Linked DNA regions of Mus musculus: regions 2 and 3 are each linked to region 1. A link is a contact called in public HiChIP or PLAC-seq and promoter capture Hi-C data. All regions are on one chromosome and are shown on one strand. The core of a region is the stretch at or near the end of the contact, and the rest is flanking DNA. Distances in the headings are between cores, read along the strand shown.

The links. Promoter capture Hi-C pulls out the DNA fragments that hold promoters and counts their contacts. HiChIP or PLAC-seq counts read pairs in DNA pulled down with a chosen protein or histone mark.
Region 2: a contact with region 1 is called in a promoter capture Hi-C map of embryonic stem cells, with 6 times the contacts expected there. The contact joins the promoter of Pop4 here to the promoter of A230077H06Rik in region 1. A contact is called at or near these places in 1 of 39 promoter capture datasets (embryonic stem cells) and 1 of 115 datasets of contacts at active chromatin or transcription factors (astrocytes).
Region 3: a contact with region 1 is called in an H3K4me3 HiChIP or PLAC-seq map of forebrain, with 8 times the contacts expected there. The contact joins the promoter of Iglon5 here to the promoter of A230077H06Rik in region 1.

The regions. Positions count from the first base shown.
Region 1 is chr7:40,896,840-40,899,737 of GRCm38.p6, forward strand. It overlaps A230077H06Rik (RIKEN cDNA A230077H06 gene), which reads right to left and starts at 1,485. Exons shown (of 5, transcript NR_040329.1): 1 at 1,360-1,485. It overlaps Vstm2b (V-set and transmembrane domain containing 2B), which reads left to right and starts at 2,439. Exons shown (of 5, transcript NM_021387.3): 1 at 2,439-2,610. The coding sequence starts at 2,529.
Region 2 is chr7:38,269,858-38,272,755 of GRCm38.p6, forward strand. It overlaps Pop4 (processing of precursor 4, ribonuclease P/MRP family, (S. cerevisiae)), which reads right to left and starts at 1,491. Exons shown (of 7, transcript NM_025390.4): 1 at 1,290-1,491. The coding sequence starts at 1,296.
Region 3 is chr7:43,488,841-43,491,738 of GRCm38.p6, forward strand. It overlaps Iglon5 (IgLON family member 5), which reads right to left and starts at 1,371. Exons shown (of 8, transcript NM_001164518.2): 1 at 1,105-1,371. The coding sequence starts at 1,183.

The sequences.
Region 1 (2,898 bases), core at 235-2,734:
CTCTTAGCTGTCATGTTGAGAACTGATGCATAGAAAGTGTGCACCCAGTGTCTGCTATGTGACACGCACACGATGTCAAGCAGCTATTACTATTATTCTACTACGACAGTAACACCAACGTATGACACAGGCAAAAAAATCCCCACCAGACAGAACGGGTGGAAAGAATCCACAGACCTTCAGAGTGACCAAAGCGTACCTCCCTGTAGCTGCTGGCATCCCTCCAGCAAGCCTGGTCACTGGCCATCAGTCCTTGATTGAATCTGGTACTGGGAGAGAAACTCACTGCCTCTCCAAACAAGCCAATGCACAGTGGGATAGCTCATGTCATCATATCCCTGCTTGGAATCAATTCTCCAACTGCTCCCTTAGAAACCTGCCATGGTCCTCCTGTGTAGCACGATGCAAGTCTGCCCCCTCCCTTCAAAAGCTGAGGACGGCAAGAGACCTGCAAGGTCTTGCATTCACAGACCTATGGTGGTTTCTAAAGAGTGGTGGAATGTTCAGGGGGAGGCAGGCCAAAGTATGTATACATATATGTAGAGGGAACAGGCAATGGGGACCCTGAATGAAAGGTCTACAAGGCTTTCTGCTCACAGAGCATCAGCGAGTGACCACAGGGTGAAAATGACCCATTGGCCACATAAGGAAGAGGAGGGGCAGAAGAATGCAGTGCCCGTGGTCCTCACTGGTGAGGGGAAAGCTTACAAAGAGCTACCAGCTTCTTCTCTGGAACTGTGTTCCTGTTGTCTTAGACAAGGGTGGCCACTGGGAAATTATTTCCTTTTTGGTCTTCTGTCTTCACTAACCAGTAGCTCATTGTCAGAGATACTTGGAGAGCTCTAGCATTCAGGGGAAGTTCACTGGGATGTGCCTCCATAAGTTAAGATAAAGCCAAGTAATGAGACCAGACCAGACCACTAGCTGGGGGATCCCTTGAGGAAGAGAGAGACCCAAGGAGAGCTCTATGGCTCTCCCAAGCCCTTGTGCCTGGACTGAACTATCTCATCCACCCACACACCCCTTAGGAAGGCAGACTGAACTCTCTAGGTGGCTAAAAGATATGACCCATTCTAGGTGAAGGCCAGGGAAGGTTCAGGGATACAGAAGATGCAAGCGTGGAGGATGGGCTCTGGAACGTGTACTCCACCTCTGCCTGCTTCCACCCGGGGGCTGGAGGATCCCCTTTGCTTTGGGTACAGAGTGGGAAATGGCCAGGAAGAGCTTGCTTGCAAGGACACAGGGACTAGCCCTCTCTCTGGGCAGGAAGACGGTCCCCACCCAGAAACCTCCTGAGCCCTGAGTCGTGCCCGGCGCTCCCCATTTCACCCCACCCGCACCACCTCTGCTGTCACTCACGGCCACTGCCTGCTGGCTCCCTGGTGCGCTCCGCGCCACAGGCACCTGCTCGCCCGGCGCTGGACGCTCAGTTCTTGTTCCCACACTGCGGACTCCTAGTCTTCACTGTCACTTGGTCTTGCTGCTGGCCGGACATAGCACTCCTCCCTTCTTGCATTCCCCTGGAGCCCACCCACCCGCCATGGCCCGGGTCTGGGCCAAAGAGTGGCGTGGCTCGTGGTCCAAACCTGGGTAAGGAGTTGGAGACACTGGGGGCTGCGGAGAGGGTGGGGGACACACAGAAAGCAGGGTGGAGCAGCTGTCTCCAGAGATGGACACTGGGAAGAAGCCAGGAGTTTGGGTGGGAGGACCCCCTAAGCAAAGCAGACGCGGGGTGGGGTTGCGCTGCAGCTAGAGAGATGGTGGTCGCTACGAATGACCCCGCGGCGGGGGCGGGAGGTGGGGGACGACGGGGTAGGGGCGGGGCGGACTCCGAGAGGAGGGCGGGGGTGATGCTGTGGAGGAGGCTGCTCGCCACCCAGCCACTGACCGCCCCCTCCATTCCTCTCCCCTCCCCCCTTTCCCCGCCTCTCTCGGGCTGCGGGTCGGCCACGCTGGACCCGCTCTCCCCGCGCTGCGCTACGGTCGGACGCCAGGTCTGCACGCCGCGGCTGAGCGCCCACTCGCCTTGAAGAGTGAGCGGTGGAGAAACCAGCGGGGGCGGCGGCGGGAGAGCTCCCCGGGAGTCGGAGGAGGTGGCAGTCGGGAGCCCAGCCAGAAGGAGACCAGGAGGCAGACGTTGGTGCCTTACAGGCACTCACTCCCTTCTCCAAGGATGGATCCTGGCGCAGTCCGGCAGTTTCCTGGCCCGCCCGCCAGAGTCTGAACTGCGGATCCCTATTCTCCTGTGGAGCACCGGACTGAAGGAGGTACAGACCGAAGGATCCTCCTGGAGGGACCTCGTCTCCTGCGTCCCCCGCGTAGCGCCCCCCGCCGGAGCCGCGCCGGGCCAGCCGGCAAGGAAGCTGGGCTGATTGGCGGCCGCCGGCGGCCAGGGGAGGGGGCGCCGTGCGGGGCCATGGCAGGCTCCGAGGCGTCCTAGCCGGAGCTCGAGCCGGAGCCGAGCCCAAGCTGCCGCCGCCGCCGCCTCTCCGCGCCGGGCCCCCGCCGCCGCCGCAACCCTGCGGGAGATGGAACAGCGGAACCGGCTCGGCGCCCTCGGATACCTGCTACCTCTGCTACTGCACAGCCTGCTGCTCTTCGTGGCCGACGGTGAGCGCGGGAACTTCGCGGCCGCGATGGGCTCAGGGGACCCTTTGCTAAGGCCACGGAAGTCTGCCCGCTGGCCACCGCGGAGGAGGAAAGGAAGCGGCAGGCTTTACGGTCTCCAGCAATTCGGGTGTGCAACCCAGGCTGGGAGTGGGTAGGAGCACGAGCGCAGAAGAGGGTCTCTGCAGCTGTGGCGTCCGCTTAGGGAGTCCTTTCACCCAGTCCCCGCTAAGCAGAGGAGGCCTGCAGCAAGCCAGAGTTGGCGCTTCCCAGCCCAGCTCCAGTGATACG
Region 2 (2,898 bases), core at 241-2,740, 2.6 Mb before region 1:
TAAAACAGATTTTTCACACTTTAAAATCTATAATGTATCCTGACCAGATAAAATACAATAGTCTTTTTCCAAACTCTACATACTATCTTCATGATGATGAAACCTCTTTAAACCTCCACAATCCTGTTTCTTATTTGTTTGGAGGCAATCATCATGGTGGCACTGGGGCAGAGACTACAGGAGTAAATGGGAAAAGGAAGGGCCCATGACCAGAAAGTGCAGTTCACACTACACCCTATACACTGCACTTCTGAGCTGGGTGTGGCGGCACACATGGTTGATCCATCCCATTACTTGAGAGGTAGAGGCCGAGCTGGTTCACACGGTGAGCTCCAGGCTAGTCAGGAGTACATAGCTGACTTTATCCCAACAGCAACAATAAGAAACAAACAAACAAACAAACAATCCATCTCTGTCTCCCTGAGTATATGCTTGACCCAAGCAAACAAACCAAGGTACCACAAGTTTTATATACAGAATCTAGCTCTCTCTTGAACAATGGATCAAGATTGAACTTTATTGTGATAAACATGCAGGGGCTGGAATCCCAGGAAGAACTTTGTTTTATTTACCCCAGATGCCTCGCATCAAAGTTGAAAGTCTTTCTGCAACATGCAGTAGGTGTGGGACACTCACAGCTTGTCAAGCGGTTGGTTGAGTGAGTGTGCATATATATTATCTTAATGTCATTAATCTTTCTAAGCAATTTTTAACAGTAGCTCTTCTTTGTTATGCACATAATAAAGTGGTAGCTGAGACACGCTAAGAAACTTGTTCTCAGACAAAAAGGGCATGAATCACCAAATCAGAGGCAATATCTTTACCTCTCTCCTCTAGTACTGCCCCAGTGCTTGGCTGCCCTTCTGGGCACAGCTCTTTTCGGCTCAAATTCCAAAGCCTTAGGTGTACGATACTGCCCCTCAGCAGCTTTTTACAGGGGCAAGGGTGAAAACCAGGTGGCAGAGGGGTGCAGGTCCTTGACAGAAGTTATACGGGAAGGTAGTAGCTAGGTCCGGTCAAGAACTTGGACCCATCTCTTCTAGTTCCCCCGAGAGGCCCCTGAGGAGAGCACACAAACTCGATCCTGACATTTATTCCTAGCTAAGAGACTGAGACGGCGGATTCAGACTCCGGGCCTCCATTTCTTTTGTGTACTAAGGTAATTCCCTGGAAGTTGCCTTAGGACTCTGTTGAGACAGGTATCCCTGATTCATTTCCCAAGCCAACTTCTAGTTCCGAGGTTCTATATTCCCACCCCGGCCCCGCTCCGCGTCCCTCATCCCACTTACCCTTCATTGTCGGCCAGCTTCCGGAGCTCTCTGGCGATGTCTCCTTCAGGCCTCACTCATTCCTTTCCTTTCTTCGCTTTGTTCAGCGGCTTTCTCCCGCCGGGACGCTGCTTTTTTGTTTAAAATTCCACTGGAAAAATCCGATAAGCCCAAGAGACAATTAACAAAGTGCACGGACTTGCTCCACCCTGCGTCAGGGGATGGCGACCAGATTTCGGATCGGGCGCCTCTCTGACGTCATTGACGCGACGGCATCTGTGTGCGTCCGTCACTGGCACAGGCTCTGTGGTTGAGAGAGGAGCGGATTTTGCGGGTCTGCTGTGGTGTTCAGTATGCAAGTGTCTGTAACTGGAGTAGTCGTGTTGGGGGGTCAGGATTAATGAAATGTAGCGAGAGCAAGCTGCCATAGAGAGGACGCGAGGGAGATTGGGGACGAGGGAGGGCACAAGTTGGCCGGGGATATCGGCGGTAACGACTGTGGGATTCCTTTTTTTTTTTTTTTAAGCAAGAGGCTTACAGTGTTGCCCTGGGTAATCTAGAATTTACTCCCGAGAATACTAGTCATATTTTGTACTGGTGGCCGGGGGTATTTAGTCCTGTTTCTGCTACTAAATACTTTTATGACCTCGTTCAAAGGTCTTTTTCCTATTAGTAAAGAAAAAGAGTAGGTTTATTTGCTATCGGATGCAAGAAGGTAGAGACGTGTAGTTAGTGTAGCTAGTATAACAAAAGTTACATTTTATTATGCAAACGGTCATTTCATAGGTTCACCCCCTAAATTCCTAACTACCTAAGCCTATCTCCCCAAGGCTACCCTCCTGTGTGACTTATCTTAGCTGAAGGTCAGGTCCAGTCTCCAACAGAAGTTTTTGATTGGAGTGTCAGATTACTCTCCAGCCGCAGGGCAGATGAAGGTGGCTTCTCTTCAGTTGTGCAGAGCAGAGCATTGCTCTTGGTGCCCACTAATACACTGTCCACTGGGTGTCATGGGGTTCTAGGACTGTGTCTAGTTGTCTTGAGTGATGTAACTGGGTTCTGGTTATCAGGTGCTGCCTTGGGTGTACTGGGGTTCCTTAATTAAACGTTTTACATGGGGTTCCTTAGTTAAACGTTTTACATGTCTAAAAGGCACCTATCTTCTTCTTCTTCTCTCTCTCTTTCTTTCTTTCTTTCTTTCTTTCTTTCTTTCTTTCTTTCTTTCTTTCTTTCTTCTCTTTCTTCTCTCTCTCTCTCTCTCTCTCTCTCTCTCTCTCTCTCTCTCTCTCTCTCTCTCTCTCTCCCTCCCTCCCTCCCTCCCTCCCTCCCTCCCTCCCTTCCTTTCTTTCCTGTGCTCATTGCATCTTACCCCATTGGTCTCAAAATGTTTGCTCTTTTAAAAAATTGATTCTTTTTCACTGAAGACAGTGTCCCAGACACTTGCTTTGTGGTCTAGGCTGAGCTTGAAAGTGCAACATTCCTGCCTGGCCTTCTGGAGCATTGGAATTTATAGTCTATCTTATTATATCCAGTCTAGAAGGCATTCTTCAGACTTGGAACATTAGTGTCTGTCATTATGATAAAAGACAAAAGTGATTCTCAAAGATCTGGGACACAAAGGCCCAGGCTAGCC
Region 3 (2,898 bases), core at 121-2,620, 2.6 Mb after region 1:
TTGATTGGAGGACCAGATAGCTGCTTCCTTTGGGGCTGCTGGGGTCACAATGTTGGGGACTACTGTCCCTGGTGGCATAGCATGACCCTGATTCTGGAATGCTTGATTGGACAAGGCCTGGAGGAAGTGATGTGGAAACACCAGATTAACACTTTCCTGGCTTCCTGGGTACCCACAGCTCAGCTTTCTGCCCATCCCTCTTCCTTCTGTGCCATTTCCTTGACTCTACGCTCCTTGACATGCCCTGCAGGGGAGGCACAGTCCTGAAGCATCCTCAGGGCAGGACTCACTCCTGCTGTTAGAGAGGGTCTCCAGGCCCACGGAACTGGCTGAGACTAGTAACCTTGGGATCCTGCATTAACCCTTCCTGTCCTGTCTTCTCCAGCCCAACCCCCACCCCAAATATTCATTCCATCAAAGACTTTTAAGATCAGAATTCTTAGTCTGGCACCTCAACTTTCTGGCTTTCCAGGACCATCTCCCAGTTAACTGCAAACACCCCAGATGCCGAGAGGAAAACCCGCATAGGGAGTTTCAACCCCTTTCCTGATATTCCTGGGACTGGGGATTTCAGTCTGTGGACAATCTGTCCTCATTGCTTGCTAACCCTGGGAACACATTCCCTCCTCTACCTTCACCTAAAGACGCAGAGCCCAGTCCCCAGGCAAGGACTGCGCAGGGAACCCTCTCCAAAAAACGCTAAGACAAGATCCCCCTCCACAAAACAGGGCATCATTCCAGGCCTGGTACCCCAACTCAGTTTGGAGACACTGCCCAGGTGAGGACTGTCATCCCAACGTCTGAGCCTCTCCCTGACCTAGAGCAGCGGTACATTCTTGCCGCCCCAGGCCGGCAGCAGGTGTCTGAGACCCCCTTGCTAGTGATGGAGCAGCTGACCAGACGAGGACGTGCATCCCTGTGCCCAGCGCGCATCCATGCACCCAAGGACCCCCTGCCCAGCCTAGGACTGCTGCCCAGGTCTCTGGCTCCAGACCTCCGCATCCCCCCGGGGGGAACTCCCTGTTTGCCCCCACCCCGGTCCTGTACCCCTTCCCAGGACCTCAGGGTTCCCCGCCGAGCCCCCCACCCCCGGCGCTGCGGTACCTCGGCTGATGACGGCCAGGCCGGCCAGGGCGGCGGCGGCGAGGAGCCGGAGCCGGGCCCCGGGCGCAGGGGGGGGCATCGCGGCGGCGCGGAGGGGGAGGGGAGGGGGCGGTCGGGGCGCGCGAGCCTGGGGGAGAGGGGGAGGGGGAGGGGAACCCCGCCTGCGGCTGCACCGGCCCGGGGGGCGGCGGGGGCGGGGGGAGGGGGCTGGGGGGGCGCGACGAGGTGGCCGGAGCTGCTGCAGACCCAGGGAGGGGGGGTGGTGCTGACGGGCAGGGAGAACGGCCAATCAGGGCAGGAGGGGGGCCGCGGAGGCGGGGCCGGGGGGGGTTGCTCGTTGGAGGGAGAGGCCTTTGTTACTGTGGCCCTGCCCCTCCTCCGCCCTCCCCCGGGCAACCGGCGTCCTCCTGGTCTCCAGAATCCTGGCCTGAGATGCACTTCATCCAGCTGCCTTCTGCTGAAGGAGCCCAACCCTCCTGCAGACTCCGGCTCTGTCCCTCCTCCCTCGGACCCAAGGTGTACAGACCCCAGAGCCTCCTCCCTTAGTCATAGGAGTCTAGACCAAATCTTCCTCTCTCAGACCCAGGTGCAAGAGCCCCAACCTTCTTCCTCAGACCCAGATGCACAGACCCTAGCCTCCTCCGTCAGACCTTGGGAGTCCAGGAACCAGCCTCCTCCCTTAGACAGGGTCCAATCTCAGTTTCTTCCCTCAGACCCAGAGATCCAACTCCCATACAAACAAATAAATTTACTTAATTTCTTTTTGAAGAGCTAAGTTAGCTAAGAAACAGTGGGGAAATAGTTCCCTTTTCATGTTTTGTGATGGGGGGAGGTCCCCACTCTTTGGACTCAATTCAGCTCGCATAAGTTGTAGGAGAATTCACTGAATCCCTAATTTGAACCCAAGACCTTGCTTGGGCTTCCCAGGCAAGACATATACCCCTTAGCCAGCCCCTATCCCTTCAATGCGGGACTCTAGGCAAATGCTTTACCTCTGAGCACGCCCTCTCACTGGAGGGGAGCCTAGGCAGATGTGCTACTTCTGAGTCACACTCAAGGCTCTCACTGTCGGGGGGTTCTAGGCAGGGACTCTCACTAAGCCACACCCCTAGCTCTTCACTTGGGCATTCTAGGCTGGCAATCTACTGTTGACCTGTAGCCCCAGCCTTAATGAGTCCTTAACGTAGGCAAGTGGAAAACAGGCAAAGGGCAGCGACCGCCAGTGTGTGACAGAATGGCACAGAGCAGGTCAGGTACATAGCACACAGGTCAGTTCTACCCACTCTGCCCCACTGGGCACCACCGCGGACCGTTTCCTGTTCCTTGAAGTATTGCAGGTTTGATGTCTATTAAATACTTTTCTCATTGTGGTGACAACATTTCTGGCACGAGCAACTTAAGAAGCAAGGGTTTGATTTCGGTTGAACATCCTAATCTGGAGAACTGAAATTCAAATCACTCTAAATTCTGAAGCGTTAGATTTTTAAAAATATTTTATTCATTTTGGTGTGGTGTTGCCCACCTGTAATCCCAGCACTGGAGAGGTGGAGGCAGGGAGATCAGGAGTTCAGGTCATCCTTGGCTACACATCAAGTTCAAGGCTAGCCTGGACTAGATCAGATCCTTTCTCAAAGTGTTTCAGGTTCTGATGCATTTTGGGTTTTATATTTTTGGATTTAGAGAAGCTCACGATGTCATAGTGTTTGGATCTTGTCTCTTGACTCTGTGAAGCCACCTCTGGGTGGGTTGAGTGAGAATGGCTCCTTCTTGTCCTGTATTTGAATGCTTGGCCTT